Linked DNA regions of Mus musculus: all the other regions are linked to region 3. The links are chromatin contacts, called in public HiCAR-type, HiChIP or PLAC-seq and promoter capture Hi-C maps. All regions are on one chromosome and are shown on one strand. The core of a region is the stretch at or near the end of the contact, and the rest is flanking DNA. Distances in the headings are between cores, read along the strand shown.

Region 1 (2,762 bases), core at 219-2,718, 1.1 Mb after region 3:
ACCTGCGCAATATCTCTCTACATTGCTTGCCTGCTTATTTTTGTAGTATAGGCAATCCAAGCATCAGCCCTGGATAGCAGTCCTGCGATAGCTTACTTTTGTGTGTGTCATCATTAGAGCATTAATATTAAAGCCAAATTCTTTAATATCTTTATGGACCATTTTGCACACTGTGATGATGAGTGCACCAAGTCAGGATGCAGGAATATGAGTGGAACATAACTCTAAAGAGTGTTCCCTCTGTCACAGAGACTTGCCACACACCTGTACCCTCAGACACACCAGACCCCTTTGCAGAGTGGAGACGGATGGACTCCAAACACGTCCATCTGATCCACCTGATGTTCATGGTGACTGTGCGACTCCTCTCTGTCAGTCTCTCCCCTTCCTTAAAAAAACATAAACAATTGGCAATCTTTTCTTTTACCTTCCAGTAAGGTGTGTGTCAACCTTTTTTACACATGAGAAAGTTCAGAGTTCTGAAGTTCACCTCTTAACAGAAGTATTCATTTTAAGTATAAGCCCTCATCACCCCATGCAAGGCTTAACACCACTCTGAAAAAAAAAAATGATGAATTATTGGTCTTTGGGGATTGCATTAACTCCTGAGAGTCACCAGGGAGGACGCTGCGTAGAGTCCTGATGAGGTAGTCTAAATAGTCCCCTGGCTGGCGATGCTAATTAACACCCAGCACCCAAGTGAACAGTTAGCTCACTGACTCTCCCTGGGACCTGCGCCTATTGTTTACTTTCTACACTGGAACCAAGATACCTGGTCTTTGCTCCTTTGAGCCTGTTTCAGACCTGGAGTTTCAATTAAATGAAATCTAAAGAACGATGTGTGTTTGTTCTCTTCCTGCTTCTTCCTGGTCATCTTCCCTTTGATTCACCTCAAATTTCCTTCCATGTGGCTATGCCTTCCTCTTCATTGTTTCTTTGTAGACCATGATCCCAGAAGCAAGATACATCTTCTCTAGACCCTTGGGAGGTCACAACTGACTAATCTCTTCAAGTAAAAGCAAAACTCATGCACTTCACCAGCCACAACACCAGAGTGCATGTCACCCGTGCCTATAGGATCGTCCTGTGTGCTTAACTTAAAAATATTTCATACAAGATTCATGCCTTAGGTAAATGTCTTGGCAAAAGGAGGCAACAAAGCTGGACACGGTAGCAAACGTCATCCCTACCCTCAAGAAGCAGGGACAGTCTGGTTTACATAGAAGTTTCTAGGCCAGCCAAAGCTACAGTATGAGCCTCTGTCTCAGGGGGGAAACACACACACACACAAAAGAAGCCAAGACCTGGAAGGTTTTATAGAGTCTTTCAGCTCATGTGATTGTGTTCAGCTGATCAGAGTTATGAATTAAAACAGTAAACTTTCTGTCTGGCTTAGTGAGTCACTCTGCTGGATTATTTTGAGAGCAGCTGGCCATTACCCATGACTGAGAGGAGACTGCTTCATAGAATAAGTATTTGATGACAAGGATGGGAGGAGACGCCCTCCCTGTGGGCACATTCTTGACTAGGGTTAAAGAACAAACCGAGAGGGAACTTACCAGGCAAACAATGGAAATGTGCCTGCAGTGTCACCAAAGCGCAAGTTGCCTATCTCAACCTGAGTCACTCGTAAGGAGGGGTCATGAGTGACATGGTTGGGCCTATCTAACATCTCACTGCCCTTCCTTTCTGGAGGAACCCAATCTCAAGCTATTTTATAAAGAAAATGCGTGGCTCTAAAGGTTAAATAAGGAAAGATGGGATTATGAATTAAATAATAACCAGAAGAGCCAGGGTTCCCCTCGAGTTTTGTGCTTTCCTGCTATTGTTTTGAATATGGGTGTGAGACAAAGAACTGCTCAGGTCAGGCACCATAAATTACAGTTTTCATACAATAGTGATCCACGAAAATGATTTCAAAGCTTGATCAAAGTCATTCCAAAAAGCCTTTTAAAAAACTTTTCTACAATACATGGGGGACAGGAAGTTTTCACGTGATGCCTTGACTCATTTCAGTGAGTGTAACAGAGTTCAAGCTGGGTGCCATGCCTACTTTATAAAAAACACAAATCATTGATTAGGTGAGTACAACTTGTGCTGGGTGCTTCCGGTGTGAGGACAAAGATGGCAGGGTTCAATCTAGTTACCTACAACCACTAAGCATTTAGAGTCACTTAGAAAGAAAAGATACATATAACAGGTTTTTTTTTTTCCCTTGAGCATAACTTGCCCACACTTATGTCCACAAGGTATTTGCTAAACCGGATTTACTCCCTACACTCAAGATGATATAACAGGGCTTAGTTTGGTATTTCAATAAGGCAACAGATGTGTTTCTTTTTCATTCCTTTTCCCTCTCGAACTTCTGAGCTGTCTCATGCCATAGAGGAGGATGAAGAGAACTAGGCTCTCGGGAGCAAAGTGGAGAGAGTCCGCAGCTCAACCATTCGTGCACTGAAGGTAGACCAGGGTAGCCATGTCAAGTGCAACTGACCACCCTACACTACGTGGTCAGACCATCTTCACTCTTAAAAGAAGGTCATTTTGAAATGCCACCATGAAATATAACCACATCAATAGCGTAATAACAGTAGAAGTTTAGTGTTTAATTGAGGGCCAAACATGAAAGCAGTGACCATTAACCTAAAATGGCTATGAATTCTCCTGGAAGCTGCTGCTGTTTAAAGAGATTTCTAGAATTACTTAAACTGATCCTTTTTCACATCCAAAGAAAATTCATTCATTCAAAGAAAATTCATTCA
Region 2 (2,789 bases), core at 262-2,761, 1.1 Mb after region 3:
TCTTCAGCTTTTCAATGGTTTATCTTTAGTTTTAATTATGCATATATCTGTAGGTGTTGTTGGGGGTTGTGCTCATGAGCTTGGTGCTAGTGGAAGCCAGGGGAGGACACCTGATCCCCTGGAGCTGGAGTTAACAACTATTTGTGAATGCCTCAAAGTCAGTACTGGAAACCAAACATAAGCCCACTGCGCTCTAACCACTGAGCCATCTATCTCTACAGCCCCATAAACTACATCCATTTTTATTGTTGAATTAATAATATCAACCCTAAAAATATTAACCCTATCAAATTAAGTGCAGTTTAATAAAGGAAAACAAGCCCCTGTGTTAACCAATTCTCACACTATAAGGAAGTTTACATATCATCATACCATTACTATGAAAGGCTTTTCTGTACACACAGTGATCTTCCTCTTCTTGCAGATACCACTTCTGTCCTCGCTGAAATGTCAAGGTCCCAGAGTGGCAGCGGCCACCTAAAGACATTAGAATTGAGAGGCTACAAAATTGGCACAGGGATGGTTGGTACCTGCCCAAGGCGGATCCATTCTAGAGCCAGTATGTAATCGTCAGTGACATGAAAGAACTGTCCTCCCAAATGGCACCTGTTAGCCTGCTTCAGTCAAACTAATGCTTGGTCCATAAATAAGCCTAAAAGGCATTATGAATGTGTCGGGAGCACTGGGTGATTGATCTGTGCAGCGTCTATCATGAAAATAGACCAAAGGCACCAAGATTGCTTCCCTGTGGAAATCATGGTGGTAAATTGCCCTTCGTGTCCCTGTTCCAGGCCTTGCTGATCAAATTGTGGATGTAACAACTTCACAGACTGAACTTTCAGTCTCTTGAGATCTTCGGTGTCTTTCCTCAGAGTGGAAATACAACTGTGCCTTGCTCTGCCGTGGGGCCTCATGAATGGGCTCCCACAGGGATGGCTCTGCTGTCAGCCTTTCCCAACCCTGACTTCTAAGGCTTGCCACTGTTCAAAAGTCCAGCTGGAAATGCTTTTGTGTTAGCTTGAAAGGGAAGATAGGAGTGCCAGTGTTGGGACATAACCTGCCATTAAGGTTGAGGTGACAGATTTAAGCTAACGGAAAAATCTTAGACCTATTTTCCTGTGAAGGTTTGCTAGCAAAGTCCTTGGGCAGTTTTTAACCCACCTAGCCTCCCCTGTGTGTGTCACAAGGTTCAAAACCCAGCTAGACTGCGTACACCAGGTAGGCAGAGGTACCCCGTGTTACTTTCCTGTCTCTCCTTCTCTGTCCAACAATATTTAGCCGTGTACCAACAAGTCACAGGTACTGAAGGCAACCGAGCAGGGTAGAGGAAGTTTCTCTGCCTTCAGTATTAAATTTTATGCTATTAAGTTTCACAAGTTGGACAAAGACTTCATCTGCGCCAACAACCACACAAAAAGCAAAGGTCTTTTGTGAGCACAAGACACTCACGGGTTCCTTCTGATATCACCCTGCATTGGCCTCAGCCCAGACTGTTAGTTCAAACCCTAAAAATAAACACCTATTAATCAGCTAAAGGCAACATGGGTGGATCAGTCCTCCGACTGAAGGCCCACATCCACCCTCGGCCAGTGGCTCATCTGGTCACCTAGAATGAAGCAGGAGGCGGCCACAAATGTCTCTGGGAGAAAAAAAAAAAAAGAGGGTCTTAAGCTTAATGAAATGTTTAAAGTAGCCCTGCAACTCCTCTCCACGATGACTGTGGCTTTTCTCTTGGTGAAATCAAAGCCCCTGCTGCTTCCTGGGCTCCATCCCGGAGCCAGCTGGTGAGGGGAAAGCTGCAGTTCCCCTCAGAGTCCAGGGCCGGCTCTGCCTTACCTGACTTTTAATCAAAAACCAATCAGAAGGGAACTCACGCCTGGAAGTCCTTATCATCATAAAATTCAGCTAATGACTCCTTGTGAAGTTCAATAAAGTTGCCGTGTACTTCACTAAAGGAAACTGTTCCCTGGTCACCTTGTGCCCACTGACTTCTCAAAGAATACAAATCAGAGGAACCCCGTGGAGCCGTGGGGGAAGTGTTTATATAGACATGGCTTTGTCTCAACCACTCAGGAAAGGTGAGCTTGCAAGTCGAGTTTGCAGAATTTTTTTCTTTTCTTTTCTTTTTTCTTTTTCTTTTTCTTTTTTTTCTTGAATGGCAATCCCTTTTTTTTCTGTATGTGGTGGGAGGGAGGAGGGGACCGTTTGTTTTAGTGTACACATTTCTTTAATGTGTTTACCCCCAAATAAGTGAGCTGCAGTAGATACTTTGGCCCCACACAAAGTAAATATTTAACTCAGGGATTGCACACAGAAACAAGCCTGGAGTGTTTGGGTTTAAGCAGGAGGATTGCCCTTGGGCAGAACGGGCTGCCAATGTGCCTCTTATAGTTGATGCTCTCCTTGGCCCTCAGAGCAGCTTCCTCTGAGGTGTCAGTCCTTCACCCTCATCAACCCTGCTCGCTCACACCCCGCCCGACCCATGTTTTCTGAATGATCACTGTCTTGCTCTCGTGTGAATCTTCTTGATCCATCCACATCTGTATCTCTACACATCTGCAGTCTCTTCCCTTTCTTATTTCTCCTCACCTTAGACTTCAAGACTGTCCCTGAAAACCACCACCCCTCTGCTCAGAGCCCTCTCTGGCCTTCCCAGATAGAGTCTCTGCAAGCCATAGCACAGCTGTCTTAAATCTGTCTCCTTCTTTTGGTTTTTTGTTTTTTGTTTGTTTGGTTGGTTGGTTGTTTGGTTGGTTGGTTGGTTGGTTGGTTGGTTGGTTGGTTGGTTG
Region 3 (2,835 bases), core at 319-2,818:
TTTTTTTGAGTTTTTTTTAGTCTTTGACTTAGTGATATAAAAGAATGTGTTTCATTTTGTCCTGGAAATACATTCATACCCTATCAACTGTTGTACACACAAATTCAAATACATGCATGTGGGTACACAATGCACACAGATTTATCAAACTGAAGCTTAAATATATGGCCATGTTATACACAATCATACACAGTACATGTATATTTATTTTGTGCATTCTTATTTCCTAATATACAGCTTTTAATTGTATAATTTCTCAAACAGCACCTCTAAATTCCTATCCACTGAGTGTTTTGAGGAACACACTCCACTGAGACTTTCTTCTCTCCAGTTTCACATGTTTTACTACCCTGCTGAGCTTCGGTAAACTAAGTTCCATGGCTGCCTTCCTGGCTCACATTTAATTTTTATCTCTCTTCACCAAATAATCGTGATGGTTAAAGTTTTATTCCCTTTATGTGTAAAATTTATTAAATTATGGTGGGTTTTCATTTCCTTAAAATGGCACAGAATCAACAGATCTGGCATTTTCCTGCCACTAGAGAAACTGGCTTACCTAGACTGTCACCCACTGTCAACTAGCATCAGTTACCTAGGGCATTAACAACAAATGTGTACGTGTGCTTCACTAGGCTAACAAAAAGAGACTGTAGCAATAAAGTGGAATTCACACTTTTTTGAGGTCTAAATCTCAAGAAACAATACACTTAAGGGTCTTAAACTAATATTGCTATGCCCCTTATCACTGCCAGGCACTGAAACAGATCAAGGATAGCTCTGCTTATCAGCTATAGTATCTGGGCTTTTAAGTAAGTTACTAGATTTCAAACTACTTTTGGAATATGACTTGGGTTGCCCAGGGTCAGTAAGGCAAATTTGTATCCAACGCACTCCAGAGCATCTAGAAAAACCTAGCTTATTTTCAACTCAACCAGGAGGAAATACATCTGTCAGTAGCTTGAGTTCCAACGGAGGTGTCTGACAACATAGGAGCAAAGCAATCTCAAACCATCTAGGGGATCCTACAGCTCTCCCGGCAAGCCAGAGATGTGAGAAGAGAGTGAGGTTGCAATCCTCCTTCCTGGAAAGGATCAAGACTGAGGAGAATTATAGAGGACAAAAACTGCTAACAAGTAAGTGAAGTTAACAGCGGCTCTCAAAGTTCAGAGCAAATAAAAGTCCAACAGGCGTGGTGACCATGCGCCCACGGAGGAGGAGGAGGACCCAGGAATTAGTGCTGTTTAGCTTTGCCAAGCTGCCAGAGAGGAGGCGCGTGGGGCCAGGGAGCCCGAGCAGATCGCCCCGCCTCTTCCGGTGGCCGTGGCGCCGGCCGGCCCACGCGGCGCCCCAAGAAGTGGCTCCGGATGTTTCTACAGTGGCCGCGTCAGGATATAGCCTTGCCCAAGAGTAAAGCGATGGCCCCAGTCCTCATTACCTGATCAGGGCCGCGACCCTCATTCTGGGCGCAGTGTGCGTGCGTACGTGCGTGCGTGCGGTAACCACAGACGCCAGGCCCGGGATCCCGCGGCGACTGGACCTACACGCGCGGTCCTCGACCTGGTGTCTGCTGCGCTGCCTGCCCTCGACCATGCCTACTGCCCCTTCAGCACCTTGCTGAACACCCGGGTGTAGAGGCTAGGTAGTCTCAGCATCTGTTCCCTGATACATGGATATATGGCTCAGAATTTACAAAAAGAAAAAAGTTTAGGCACAGCCTAACCACCTAAGTAAGGGCAGTGAAGCTGCCAAGGGAAGGGCATGGTCCTTGGTAAACCGCTTGAGGGTGCTGGGATTGTCTGGGTAGTAAATTCAAAGTCACAAGTTCTAAGATTTGAAACACTACCTTGGAAAGGGGATTTAGTCTCTCTCCTCTCTTCGTCAACTACAAGAAAGAAATCTTTTCGCCCTTCCTACCCCCCCTCCAAAAAAAAAAACCCACTAACCCCTGATCACTTTTAACTTCGAGGTTTGCATCTCTGCCCATTGAACCAGTGAGGCTACATGACCTCCGCCTCCTATACTGTGTTTTTGCATTTTCCCAATACAGAAACTGAAAAACTTGCACTCCAGAAAGCAAAACGAAAATCTAATTTAAAATACGTTTGCCAGTACTTAGTTATTTGAATGTACTAAGCACTCTTTGGAGCTCCTGGGATCAACTGGTGTACGATATAGACCACCATGCCTACCTACATCCATGAACAAGGAGTTTGTGTAGAGGTGTAGGAAGAAGAGAATTTAAAAAGAGAATTGTATGTTAAAGTGAAAAATACTGTACCAAAAGAGAGAGAAAGAGAGAGACAGAAAAAAAATGCAGAAATAGAGGGTACACGTGGCATTATTGGTGAGTTAAACTAACTTAAACATATACATCTTTGAATATTATTCATATGTAAAGAATGTATATATATATATATATATATATATATATATATATATTTTTTTTTTTTTTTTTTTTTGAGACAGGTTTTCTATGTGTAGCCCTGGCTGTCCTGGAACTCACTCTGTAGACCAGGCTGGCCTAGAACTCAGAAATCCACTTGCCTCTGCCTCCTGAGTGCTGGGATTAAAGGTGTGCGCCACCACTGCCTATGTATATACACATTATATACATGTAATACATATATATATATATATATATATATATATATATATGTGTGTGTGTGTGTGTGTATATGTGTGTGTGTGTGTATATATATATATATATATATATATATATGTATATATATACATATATATATCTCCAGTGAATGCCCAAACTCCCAAAATCCGTCTTCCCAATGTATCCATGTTGAATAAATCTCCCTTTCTGATTTCTACTTTCACCTGGCTTTT
Region 4 (2,700 bases), core at 100-2,599, 1.4 Mb after region 3:
ATTCTTTTGATTCATGGTTGCTTTAATTATAAAGAACTCATAGTAAATATTTGAAGCAAATATCTTGTTTGCAATATAACTCAAACTTCTGGTTAGGTAGTTAGGCCTGTCTTTTCGATATACACCGAAGTAGTGTAGATAACCACATTTGTAAGAGGATTGGCAGAACTAATCAATTATTATTGTAACGTGGGCTTAAAGATTAAATAGCTCATTTTAACTCTTTAAATAACAAGAGGAAACCTGTCTTCCTATCAAAAGTTTAGTAATACTCCCTACACCTTCCTTAGCCCCTCTTCTGTCTACACAGACTGATACCATGAAATAAATGCTGAAGTTATTATCATCATGTCTACTTTTGTACAAGGAAAATTCTTAACCGCTTACCTTGCTCACTGCTGTTGTCTCCACTCTGGGAAGCATGGCCCCCACTGGAGGGTCCTGGGGTGCCTGCGGAGTGCGTTGAGGTTGCGTCATCGTGGTCTCGCCAGGATGAAGGGTTCTGATGTCAGGATGCCAAGGAATTTTCCCACAGTTACCATTTGAGCCAGAAATGAGGAGCCATGAAGACATACAGGCACAGAGGGAGGGAAAAAATGTACATATTAGTATTTTCAGAAGTGGCCACGGGCATGCTAATCTGTGCCTTCTTTTTCTGTTACATCAATATATGCATGACTGGCATATCTCTTCAAAGACACATCCTACAATACACAAAGTTACACCACAGTAAAGTTAACTTCTGAACTGAGGGAAAAACTGCCTTAAAATGTCTTTCTCAGCTTTTCTATGCATTTCTTCTGGTGTTCTCAGAAACAAAATTCGTCAGAACACGAGCCTCTACAGAATCCAATACTCCCTTCAAAAGAGTATGGGATCCACAAAGTTTGGTAGGACCTTACACCTTTGATTGTATTATCCTAAAATGGTCGGTCTGAACTCTCTAAATGTTATCAACAGGTAGATCGTACAGCCCACAGAAGCAATATTAGTCACGGCATCAGTATCTCATAAGCCACCAAAGCCTGTGATAATTTGCACAAATGGCAATTTCTAAAATGAAACTAACACGAGCTGCGTGCCACTTAGCAAGTGAGCTGAGACTTTCGCTTTAAGCGGCTGAGCTGTGACTTCTAGAGGAACTTCGATGGACAGACAGCGAGGCTAACCAGGAGGGACCCGCTCATGCTACCTTACAAACATATTCATCTCCTGTTTCCCCTCCCCTTTCCTGATCATTCCCAATATCCACGCCGTAGCTTAAAGGGAAACAGGAATTCTAATGTACAGGAAGGACTTTATCAGCACCACATGAAGGCAGGCCAGAGATGGAATTTCCTCTGGCAGACAGGGAGAACAGGCACCACACATGAAACCCAGCAGACTGGAGCCAAAGCTGTACACTTGTTACCCATGTGCTAGGACTTTGACTAAATCTATGGAGCTATAGGCAAGTGAACTCTTTAGGGTTGAGGTAGAGGGTACAGGGTAAAAATGTAAAGATATGGCAGTTCTTCAGAGAGCATCATTGCTTTTGACTAGAATTGGTAAGCAATAATTCAGAAGTATAAGCCACGTACAAACTATTTAGTTTGAAATATGAACACTACTTTTTCATAATACCAAGACATAGAACTTATTAGGAAGAAGAAGTCAGCCTGTTTTTTTTTTTCCTCAACACTAACTCTATACTGTACCTACAGCAGATACTGCTACCAAAATAAAGCCAGAAACCAAAGTAAGACAAATGGAGGAAATATTCTTACATGGAACAATAGCAACAGACAGATTGCAAATAACTATTTGTAATTTTTATAGATGTTGACATAATCCAGATCTTTGTGATCAACAATCTCAATGTGAAGTAGTGCTGTTGGAGGTGTCACCAGGCCAACCATGGACTCAAAGTCAAGACCCTGAGTAGAAATCGTGACTGTAAATACAGTTCAGGTTCAGATCTCTACAATAAAGATGTGATGGCAAAAGAGGATTAAGGAATTAGCTGGGCATGCCTATAATTGCAACACTCAAGAGACTCAGGCACGAGTTTGAGTCCGATCTAGACTACTCAGTGAGAACCTGTATCAAAAAGAAAGAAGGAAAGAAAGGGAGGGAAGAAGGCATGCAGGCAGAAGGAAGGAAGAGAGGGAGGGAGGGAGAGAGGGAGGGAGGGAGGGAGGGAGGGAGGGAGGGAGGAAGGAAGGAAGGAAGGAAGGAAGGAAGATTGGTTAGGAAATGAAAGTGAGTAGAATGTATTAGGCCATGTTATCTGCTGCTTTGCAGTCTCTTCATGTCAGATATTTACTGGATGGTGGTCAAATAAAAAGCTAGAATTGCGGAAGAGGATGTTGGGAGATGTCGTGTACTTTTCCCATAACAGCGTGGACAGCAAGATACTTCCCTTGAACTGAGCTTCCCAGTGCACACAGCCGATGATGTGAATTTTATGCACTTCGGGCTTTTTATGAAGCTGGCTGCCATAAAAGCTCCTTACCCCTCATGAAAATTACAATAATTAACCACTAACACCTCAACTGTGTTTTAAGGCAAATGTCATCCAAAACTATTATATAACTGTTCGGATGGAGCTGGGACAGGTCTTTCTATTTAAGCTCTGGCATGATGGGAAGGGTTCTTGCATAAGCAATTCCTGAAACTCAAAAAACACAAGTGTGTTCTTACCAGCTAGACCTGGGCAGA
Region 5 (2,700 bases), core at 91-2,590, 1.2 Mb after region 3:
CCAGGGTGCCTGACCCAGACCTCCAACATCCACAAACGAGGGTGGGGATCTGAGATGTGAAAGTGGAATCTGCAGAAGAGCCAGGGTAGAGAATGGATTGCGCAATCCAAGAATTAGAAGCACTGGGGAGGAAAGACACACCTTTTCCAAATGCACCGTTCTTTCCTTCCCCAGAGCCTCGTTCCTCAGAATTGCTCTCAGAAAAACCCGCAATCTGATTCTTTAAAATAAAAACCAAAAACTCCCTGAGAAGCCAAAGTCGTTCCGCGTGGTAGATTGCCATGTCTGATGTGGGGGGTCCAACTGCGGCGGGGAGACCCTTCTGACACGGCTGCTTTGTCAGCGTCTTCTCCCAGAGGCAGAGGCGATGGAGATGGGTCGCGTTACCTGCTTGCTTGCGCCTTCTACCCTGTGCAGAAATCCCAGGAGAGAGTAATCTGGACGCTAGAAGTACGCCGCTGTGCACCAAACCCCAACTCTCTGAAACCAAACGGCGCACCTTGCGGTGCAGAGAGATGAAGTGCTTACACTCCGGAGGCGGCAGGATATTGGGGTGCGCTTCAGCCGCTCTGTCCGCGTTCAGCAAAAGCAAGAAAACAGGGTCAGGGAAGAAAAACACAGGCATGGAAAAGACCTGTTTGTGTATGGATACTGTGACAACTAAGACAGACAGACAGACAGACAGACACACACACACACACACACACACACACACACACACACACACACACACATTTTGAATGCTCTGGGATCCCAAAGATGTGTGCAAAAGGAATTACCTCAAATTGAGAACTGCTTAAATTCCAAAAGCGATTCCTGTAGACTTTTATAAACCTGTGAAATCCCCCCCCCCGGAGTTTGCTTTTACAAGTACAAGAAATATTATTTGGCATTTCTTGTTGCCCCTCATCAGATATCTATTTTTTAATAGCAATAATAATAAAAAGCCTTCAGGGTTGTCCATTAAAATATATCTTTGGAAGTTAAATCTGCAAGGGGGGAAAAAGCAAACTTGATCAAACCCCTACAGAATAAGGAGATTAGAAAACGAATCCTTTTGCTTAGGCATTTGGTCGTTTATTCCCCGAGGCCAAGTGAAAGGTGTGAGTACTTTCCTGTTTTATTATTATTTTTAAAATTTATTCATTTAAATGTTCAGCCATGACAAGCTATTCCCTCGCTGCAGCGGACGAGGGTGAGAGTAGTGGAAAGGGTAGGTGGAGAAGGGTGGGGGGCGCAGAAAAACACCGTTGGCTTCGCGGGGGGCTGTCCCGCCGCGGTCTGCCCTGAAGGCCAGCAGGGGGCGCTCTGATGTTATCTGTGGACCAGCCCGCGGAGCCGCTCAGAGCTCGGTGACACAGGCTTGGCGGTTTCACGCAGCTGCAAGAGGAAGGGGAGGAGGATCGTACCTCCTAAACCCTCAACAACGATTCCACTCGGCTTATTTACCTTCGGCTGGAAATGTATCTACGTTTCACTTCAACTAGTTTAGTGCTGCAGCTCCGACCTCTTTTCATCTGTGTCTTTACAGAGCACATATAATCACACCCTCTTGAAATATATATTAATGCAACTTATTAGAAACGACGATGAATAGTCAACATTTTTTTCGCCTGTTAGTTCCGCTGATCCAAGCAGGATTTATTTGCAGGTCTCACATCCCGAAGTCATAATGCGCCCCCATCCCACCCCCCACCCCCCTTAAATAAAATTGGTCAAATGTTGACAACCTGTAAGACAACCTACCACTCAAGATTAGTGATGGGAAACTAATGAGAAAATATCAGATCGCCCGGCCCGAGGGCTGCCAATTAAATCTTCGCTGATTGAAAAATAAAAGCGGACTTGGGGTGTGAGCCCAGCTCAACTTGAACTATTAATTTAACATGTTGCCGGTCCGTGCCTTCCCTCACTCCACTAGCGCCTCCCCCCTCCCCCCACCCCATCCCTCAACCTAAAAGCCAAATGTTATTTCTCGAAATATTTCAAGAGGTCCAAATCAGAATGATCATTTCTTACACGGTAAATATTAGCCCTTTAAGCAATATGATTTAACTAATTAGAAAATTTACATCATTAAGTCTCAGGGAGAGAAAAAAGAGAAACAGATCTGCCAATCATTTTAAAGGAGACAGGCACTATTGAAGTGTGAAGAAATCGGCTCTAATTCAAAAAGGCAATCGGGCAGAAAAAGCCCTCAACATTACCCTGCTAGTTATTAATCAGAAAGGGCCCTCTCTTCTCCCTGCGCCCCTCCCCTCTGGGCACTGAGTTTAAGTTCTTTTTTCTTTTTCTTTCTTTCTTTTTTCTTTTCTTTTTTCTTTTTCTTTTTTTTTTCTTTTTTTTTTTTTTGCCAGTGGCCCATGTCATATTTATATTGAGGTTTTGTCTGCTAAGGATTAAAATTTGAAAATGTTTCAATATGAAGAAAACAAAATCCTCAAAAGGAAAAAAAATTCTTCGTGTACTGGTAAATTTGTTGTAATGCACAATTCTCACACTCCTCCTTATTTTTATTCTTTCTTCCCATTAAGTTCTATTTTGAAACCTGCTCGGTGAGAACTAGATAGTCTTTGTGTTCTGCTCCCCTCCCCCTCCTTGTACCTCCTCCTTCCTACAAAGCAGAAACCTAGACTGAAAGCAGAAAAGTACAAATACATTAACAAAGCCTGACTCCCTTGATAAAAAAGGCCACGGTCT
Region 6 (2,700 bases), core at 188-2,687, 1.3 Mb after region 3:
TTTAGACTTCACTATAGGTTAACAAATTAAATGTATTTCTTTTACATTTCTGAGAGAAGGAAGGCGGATGTAAACACAAACAAACAATCAGCAACAAAGCAAAAGAATGCCACGGTAGGGCCGTATACTTCGGATGTCACCTGAGGCAGAACAGCAGCAGGGGTCGGTTGGAACCGGTTTCACAAGAGTGTCAATCAGACATTTCCTGCCCTAAGATGTGTTCTGAACTTGGAAACTTCCCCTCTTTCCAAATTCTTTTCTGTAATAGTGTTTCTACAGTAGCCTTGCCTACAGGCTCAATGGCTCTGTACTCTCAAATTCCTATGATAAAATCCCAATCATCAATGGGAAGGTGTGGGAAAGGCAGCCTTTGACAAGTGACTCGATGGATGGAATTTGTATCCTTAAGACTTGTGAGAGCTTTCTTACCCTCCCACCTCGTGAGACAGTAGGAGTGAAGTGGGTTCCTGAAATACACTGAATATTTCTGTGCCAGGGTCTTAGACTCCTCCATTCTCAAACTGTGAGGAAGGCAACCCCACTGTTTTTAAGCATACAGTGTATGTAGGACCAAACAAACCAAGACAGAACTTGACAAGCAAGCGAGGTTTTCTTTGTAGTTAACTTTGGAAACACTACACCAGTCCTTGGGTCTCTAGAGCTACTATATCCCTTAAATTGTTATTCATGCCTAGCAGTTTCTCCTCAGCACCTCCAGAGCTTAAACTAGAGGGGAAAAGATCTGTATCGATGTTGTAAGGCACAGGTTCTCCACCTTCCTAATGCTGCAACCCTTTAGTACAATTCCTCATGTGGCAGTGACCTCCAACCATAAAATTATTTTGCTACTACTTCATAAGTATAACTTTGCTACTGATATGAAATCATAGTGTAAATAAATATCTGATATATATGGTATCTGATCACAATCTACAGGTTGAGAACCTCTGGCTCACAGTGCTCAGAAAACAACCACCTCTCATTCTCAGCTGCTGCCATCTTGAATACAGTCAAGGATTCCAGCTGTAAACCTCAGCTATGATGTTCAGGTACAAAACAGGCCAGGAAGGTCTGAGCCTTCATTGCTGTAGTCATTGCCAGCTGATTCGCTAAGGGCGCTAAAATGATCTGTCAGAGGTTGAGAAATTCACAGGCTCAGAATAATAGAGCTAGAAATGGCCTGGGTAGATGATTCCCTTGGGCAAGCGTGTGTGTCCAAGAGGCCCCACACGTTCAGTGTTTAGTTGCTTGTTCTTTATACGTGTGTGCCCACACCTCTGCCTCCAGGCCTGTCACTAGCACTTTGAGAACACTCCCAGGAAAGACAAATCCTAGATTCCATCAGAAAAAAAACAAAAACAAAAAAACCCAACGTACAGGATTAGTGGATTTTGAGTCACAGAGCCCATGTGTGACTCACAGGGACAAGACCGAGAGCCTGAAGCAGAGGAAAAGCCTGCATCGCCTCTGGTAGATTTTACTCTGTGCTCACAAAGACCTCGGGGAAAGAATCCAAGAAAATCATGGTAAAAGGTTGGCTGCCAAAAGCTGGCTTTGTTTCCTTCTTCAACATAATTATTCATAAGTACACTGTTAGAGGGTGCAAGGCCTCTTCAGGATTTCATCTCCAGCCTCTGTTGGGCAAAGTGGGCTGAAAGCTGAGGGGCCAGGTCAAGGACATTTTCAGGAGAAGCAGTCCATGACAAAAGAGGAAGAAGGTGAGAGGTGTGGACATCAGGCTCCTCAGTTGACTAGACTTAGAAGAAACTGGGCCAAAGAATGAGATATAAGAAGAGCCTGAACCTTTGGGTGGGGATGGAAGAAGTTGGCTGTGGACTTCCCTGCTAAGTTCCCTTTACCCAGGTGCTGTACCCTCAACCCCTTCCAAGTCACCATCTAGGCCACCATGAACTGCTAAGAAAAACTTGACTCCATAGCATTTCAAAGGCATGGCAAGGTAGTACTCTGCACACAAGTGACTGAATCTATTATATGCCTTTCAAAGATAGGGATTTTTATAAAGCACTTGTGGGTCCTCTAGAGAAATTACATAACCTTCCCTAGTTTCTGAGTGTTTCTCCGTAAAATTTTTAAATGAGTAAATTTTGTCTGTATATTAGATATTTTTTATTACTTTGTTAATGTTTTTGCCTTTAGTTAGTGTTTTGAACACCGAGTTTTTAAATTTATTTTTTTATTCATTCATTGTTATGTGTGTTTTGCCTGCATAACTACATTTGTTTTTGTACCGTGTGCATGCAGTGCCCTCAAGGCCAGAAGACACATGCAAGATTGTCTGGAACGGGAGTTACTGGTGATTGTGAGTCACCACATGAATGCTGGGAATTGAACTGAGGTCCTCTAGAAGAGCTGCCAGTGCTTTTACCACTGAGCAATCTCTCCATCTCCAAACACTGAGTTTTGATACTGTCTTCCCCATATGACTCAGTCACATTGTTAAATGTTGAGGGAGCACTTATAAAGAAGTCTCACATTAAGCCATGGCCTAGCAGTCTGCTCCACTAAGGACACCAAAGCTTGACCCACTGTATCTATCTAATTAAATTTCATCTAACATAAATAGTTACACATTTTTATTATCCTGGGAAATTTGAGATGCTATCTTACATAACTTTCAAGGGTACTTTTCTTCCTCATCACAGCCTGACTTCTGGTTATAAATCATATCGCACCATCATT
Region 7 (2,965 bases), core at 362-2,861, 1.4 Mb after region 3:
ACATAAAAAGAGAGAGAAACCTGAGCCAAGAAATAATTAGGTGCATATCTTTCCCAAAACAAGAGTATCTATAAGGCTACATTTTCAAGGCACCATTGAAGATGCTAACCCTTTACCCCGCCCTGTTGCTTTGGTGTGCTCTTCTCTTCATTTTTATCCCCACTCCAACTTTCTACTCTTTGCTAGCAAGTTCCTATTCAGCCTCCAAGCCCTAGCGAAAGAGGGGTCTCTTTTTTAGAGGTGCTCCTAAGTCCTGTCCCAGAGCTGGGGTTCTGTGTTCTTGACTTAATCGGCAGTTTCTTCTTACTTCTGTTTTCAGTTCTCTTCTCACAAAGGTAGTGTCTGAGAAGGAGCCTCTGCTCTACTCTCTTCTTGCCCCAAGCACTAGCAGCAAAACCCACCAGATCTGAGATGAGGACACCCTGTTTGAAAGAATAACGCTCATGAAAGGGTTTCAGTGACCCTGGGGCTCCCCACTCCACTGTCCTTGCCCTGGTGGGGTACTGGTTCAGTGTACATTTATGCTTGGTCCTTCCTAGAGAGTGTGTGTGCTAGGACACATGACATGGATTGTCTATAGGGAAGATGGTGCCCCCCCCCCACCTCACACCTGCCCCCATTCCAATGGAAAGAGAGGTGCTAGCAGCAAGGGAGGCACATCACTGTGGGGTAATAGAGCAGTGTGGCTAAAAAGTAAGTACCCCGAAGCCCTGTGAATGCCACACGGGATTTTGTAGACTGTAGAATGTTCTTTCCTTTCTTGACTCCTTTTCCCTCTCAATATAGTAGTTAGAAAACAGGATTAAAATGTACTAACAGTCCAAAGATATTTTCCTGCCGGTTGGGGGGGGGGGGTGGTCTTTCTAGGAGTTTAATTTAGGGCCTCCCACTGAGAAAACAGTACCAAGATTTCAAATAAGAAGGAAGAAGAGGAGGGGAAGTTTTCTCCGTCTGTCTCGGAATATAGCCTTGCAAAAGCTGCTCTCCAAGAACTATCAGCAAAGTCAACGTTATTCCACAAGCAATTTATTATTATTATTTTTCTTCACATCAGGACAGTTGGGGGTGGTGAGTACACCCAGAAATTCAGGGAAAGCCAGGGCAGCAGCGAGAGACTGATCACTGATCTCTCTTACTCTCCTGCTGGGCTTAACCGGCTGGACATGTTCAAGTGAACATTTTCTGTGATTTTTTTTTTCAAGTGACTAGTTCACGGTCCACCAGCAAGGAGGGAAGCAGAAGGGAATGAACGCTTTCGTTTACATGCAACATTTACTAACTGTGTGGGTTTTCCGACATTAAAGAGGGGACAGTGACCCAGGCCACCTTTTTCACACTCAAAAGAGCACTGAAAAAACAAGCCTTCATAGGCTTACCTCGGCTTCCCTGGTCCTGAACACCCTCCCCTCCCGCCTCCCCCCTTTGGGGGGGACAAACAGAAAGGGAAAGAAAGAGAGGGGATTTTATGGTCCTTTCTCTTCAACTTCTCAGGCGGTATAAGCAGCATTTAGCAAATTCAGCCCCAAATGGCTCGAGAAGCTCCGAGCCGCGGGGGCGCAGGCTTTGTTGTCCTCTCTCTATTTACACAGGATTTACGCAGGCTCTCCACTGTAGAGAGCCAAAGCACTTCCATTCACCCCGCTGGCTCGCTCCGGATTGTGACTGTGGCAGCATGGCTCAGGCCAGACGTGGGGGCACAGGATGAGACCCCCGGGTCTACGGTCTGCTCGGGAGACATCCTGAGATACTCTAGCTGGTGAGGGCAGCTGCAGAGTGGACAGATCTACAGAGATGGCTCAACTTCCCAGAGGAAAGGGCAGGTCCCTGCAAGGTCTATGCAAATGCTTGTCCAGAGACAAATAGCACACACTTTAAAATATGCATCTATAGGATAGAATGAGAAATGGTGGGTGAGGGAAAAAAAATCAGACTGCAGCTTGGATGAAAACCACTTCACCCACTGGTTGGAAAAATAAAGTGTAAAAACAGACAGATGGACACATATGTAAATGTGGCTGTGTTTTAGGCTTTAGCTGGCAACGTGAGTGTCGGAGTATAGTTTTGCATGCCTGTATTTTCCATAGCATGTTGAATCCTGTTAGCTGTTGAACAGAAACATCCTCGTACTGGTCCTTGACCAAATCAGTCCCCTCAATTTACCCGCTAGGAGCCATAAAAGGGCTTTGTTTATTGACTGAAACTCCTAATCCTTTATAGCAGAAGTGAAGGGAAGCTGGCAAGATGTTTGGTCTATTCTCCACTTCATTTGGTTATTCTCATTTGAAGTATATATATATATATATATTTCATTCATTCTTCTCTGAAATATATAGATATGGGGTGCATGTGTGTGTGTGTGTGAGAGAATGTGTATGTGTGTGTGTGCATGCGCCTGTGTGCGCTCATATAGACAGCTCAGTTACGAATGTTAGACTAACTTAAGAGAGAATGTTTATTCTCCTAAGTCTCCCACAGAAAGCTTTAGAGAGTACTGGCTGAATCCAGTGGGATGCATGCTCCTCTGCCATTACAGCTCAGCAGAATCTCTGTGGTGTAGGCTAAAAGCATGGACTTGTTGTGTTACCTGATAAGTACATAGGAATGTACCAAGAACCTTCCCAGACTTATTCACAGTACATCACAATAAAGCCCTTCTGGGCACTCTAATGCTTCATTTTTAGTGACCTCTCAAATGCCCTTTTCCACAGTTAACTCTCAGCTTTTATTAAGGTAGGGAGCAGGGACAAATGTCCACTCAGGTCCCAGCTCTCGAATTTGACTCTCCTTGCGCTGCACTACCTTCGTCTGAAGCTGCTTTAATGTCTGCCTGGCTTCCCCAGCGTGGCATTTCAGCTAACTGAGTTCACAATCTTTCAGCCCTAAACGCAGAGGCTGCTATCTTCCAGTCATCCTAGGAATGTGCCAGATACCATCTCCCTTCTGTGATACAAAGAGCCAGAGCAAG

The links. Promoter capture Hi-C pulls out the DNA fragments that hold promoters and counts their contacts. HiCAR-type assays count read pairs that join an accessible place to other places. HiChIP or PLAC-seq counts read pairs in DNA pulled down with a chosen protein or histone mark.
Region 1: a contact with region 3 is called in an H3K27ac HiChIP or PLAC-seq map of the NIH/3T3 cell line, with 6 times the contacts expected there. The contact joins the enhancer-like site here to the promoter of Dph6 in region 3. A contact is called at or near these places in 6 of 39 promoter capture datasets (the 3T3-L1 cell line, 3T3-L1-derived adipocytes, hippocampal neurons and 2 more), 1 of 484 Hi-C or Micro-C datasets (adipose-derived mesenchymal stem cells) and 4 of 115 datasets of contacts at active chromatin or transcription factors (the NIH/3T3 cell line, embryonic stem cells, extraembryonic endoderm stem cells and 1 more).
Region 2: a contact with region 3 is called in a promoter capture Hi-C map of liver, with 5 times the contacts expected there. The contact joins the enhancer-like site here to the promoter of Dph6 in region 3. A contact is called at or near these places in 6 of 39 promoter capture datasets (the 3T3-L1 cell line, cranial neural crest, embryonic stem cells and 2 more) and 6 of 115 datasets of contacts at active chromatin or transcription factors (the NIH/3T3 cell line, acute myeloid leukemia, bone marrow-derived macrophages and 3 more).
Region 4: a promoter capture Hi-C map of liver shows a contact between it and region 3, with 5 times the contacts expected there. The contact joins the enhancer-like site here to the promoter of Dph6 in region 3. A contact is called at or near these places in 4 of 39 promoter capture datasets (cranial neural crest, liver, maxillary cranial neural crest and 1 more), 4 of 115 datasets of contacts at active chromatin or transcription factors (acute myeloid leukemia, cardiomyocytes, large pre-B cells and 1 more) and 1 of 9 other capture datasets (adipose tissue).
Region 5: a contact with region 3 is called in a HiCAR-type map of kidney, with 4 times the contacts expected there. The contact joins the enhancer-like site here to the promoter of Dph6 in region 3. A contact is called at or near these places in 13 of 39 promoter capture datasets (the 3T3-L1 cell line, 3T3-L1-derived adipocytes, cranial neural crest and 7 more), 1 of 484 Hi-C or Micro-C datasets (cardiomyocytes) and 9 of 115 datasets of contacts at active chromatin or transcription factors (embryonic forebrain, embryonic limb bud, embryonic stem cells and 5 more).
Region 6: a contact with region 3 is called in a promoter capture Hi-C map of 3T3-L1-derived adipocytes, with 5 times the contacts expected there. The contact joins the enhancer-like site here to the promoter of Dph6 in region 3. A contact is called at or near these places in 5 of 39 promoter capture datasets (3T3-L1-derived adipocytes, cranial neural crest, embryonic stem cells and 2 more) and 6 of 115 datasets of contacts at active chromatin or transcription factors (the NIH/3T3 cell line, cardiomyocytes, differentiating embryonic stem cells and 2 more).
Region 7: a promoter capture Hi-C map of hippocampal neurons shows a contact between it and region 3, with 6 times the contacts expected there. The contact joins the enhancer-like site here to the promoter of Dph6 in region 3. A contact is called at or near these places in 4 of 39 promoter capture datasets (cranial neural crest, hippocampal neurons and liver) and 2 of 115 datasets of contacts at active chromatin or transcription factors (extraembryonic endoderm stem cells and stem cell-derived neural progenitor cells).

The regions. Positions count from the first base shown.
Region 1 is chr2:115,779,258-115,782,019 of GRCm38.p6, forward strand. No RefSeq gene overlaps it. Among named protein-coding and RNA genes, the nearest start is that of Gm52524, 3.7 kb to the left of the region's middle. Within about 2 kb of position 1,469, at least 73 of the 459 cell types and tissues checked have an H3K27ac peak or open chromatin away from gene starts, as enhancers often do. A contact at or near this core is called in the NIH/3T3 cell line and adipose-derived mesenchymal stem cells, where this site is marked.
Region 2 is chr2:115,756,405-115,759,193 of GRCm38.p6, forward strand. All of the region lies in intron 10 of BC052040 (cDNA sequence BC052040), which reads left to right. Among named protein-coding and RNA genes, the nearest start is that of Gm52524, 19 kb to the right of the region's middle. Within about 2 kb of position 1,512, at least 16 of the 459 cell types and tissues checked have an H3K27ac peak or open chromatin away from gene starts, as enhancers often do. A contact at or near this core is called in liver, where this site is marked.
Region 3 is chr2:114,653,396-114,656,230 of GRCm38.p6, forward strand. It overlaps Dph6 (diphthamine biosynthesis 6), which reads right to left and starts at 1,569. Exons shown (of 9, transcript NM_025675.5): 1 at 1,436-1,569. The coding sequence starts at 1,458.
Region 4 is chr2:116,048,697-116,051,396 of GRCm38.p6, forward strand. It overlaps Meis2 (Meis homeobox 2), which reads right to left. Exons shown (of 12, transcript NM_001159568.1): 7 at 388-502. Among named protein-coding and RNA genes, the nearest start is that of Meis2, 15 kb to the right of the region's middle. Within about 2 kb of position 1,350, at least 24 of the 459 cell types and tissues checked have an H3K27ac peak or open chromatin away from gene starts, as enhancers often do. A contact at or near this core is called in adipose tissue and liver, where this site is marked.
Region 5 is chr2:115,854,666-115,857,365 of GRCm38.p6, forward strand. No RefSeq gene overlaps it. Among named protein-coding and RNA genes, the nearest start is that of Gm31590, 49 kb to the left of the region's middle. Within about 2 kb of position 1,341, at least 48 of the 459 cell types and tissues checked have an H3K27ac peak or open chromatin away from gene starts, as enhancers often do. A contact at or near this core is called in embryonic forebrain, hippocampal neurons, kidney and 2 more, where this site is marked.
Region 6 is chr2:115,969,149-115,971,848 of GRCm38.p6, forward strand. The region is part of intron 8 of Meis2 (Meis homeobox 2); the gene reads right to left. Among named protein-coding and RNA genes, the nearest start is that of Meis2, 95 kb to the right of the region's middle. Within about 2 kb of position 1,438, at least 54 of the 459 cell types and tissues checked have an H3K27ac peak or open chromatin away from gene starts, as enhancers often do. A contact at or near this core is called in 3T3-L1-derived adipocytes and the NIH/3T3 cell line, where this site is marked.
Region 7 is chr2:116,007,765-116,010,729 of GRCm38.p6, forward strand. All of the region lies in intron 7 of Meis2 (Meis homeobox 2), which reads right to left. Among named protein-coding and RNA genes, the nearest start is that of Meis2, 56 kb to the right of the region's middle. Within about 2 kb of position 1,612, at least 69 of the 459 cell types and tissues checked have an H3K27ac peak or open chromatin away from gene starts, as enhancers often do. A contact at or near this core is called in extraembryonic endoderm stem cells, hippocampal neurons and stem cell-derived neural progenitor cells, where this site is marked.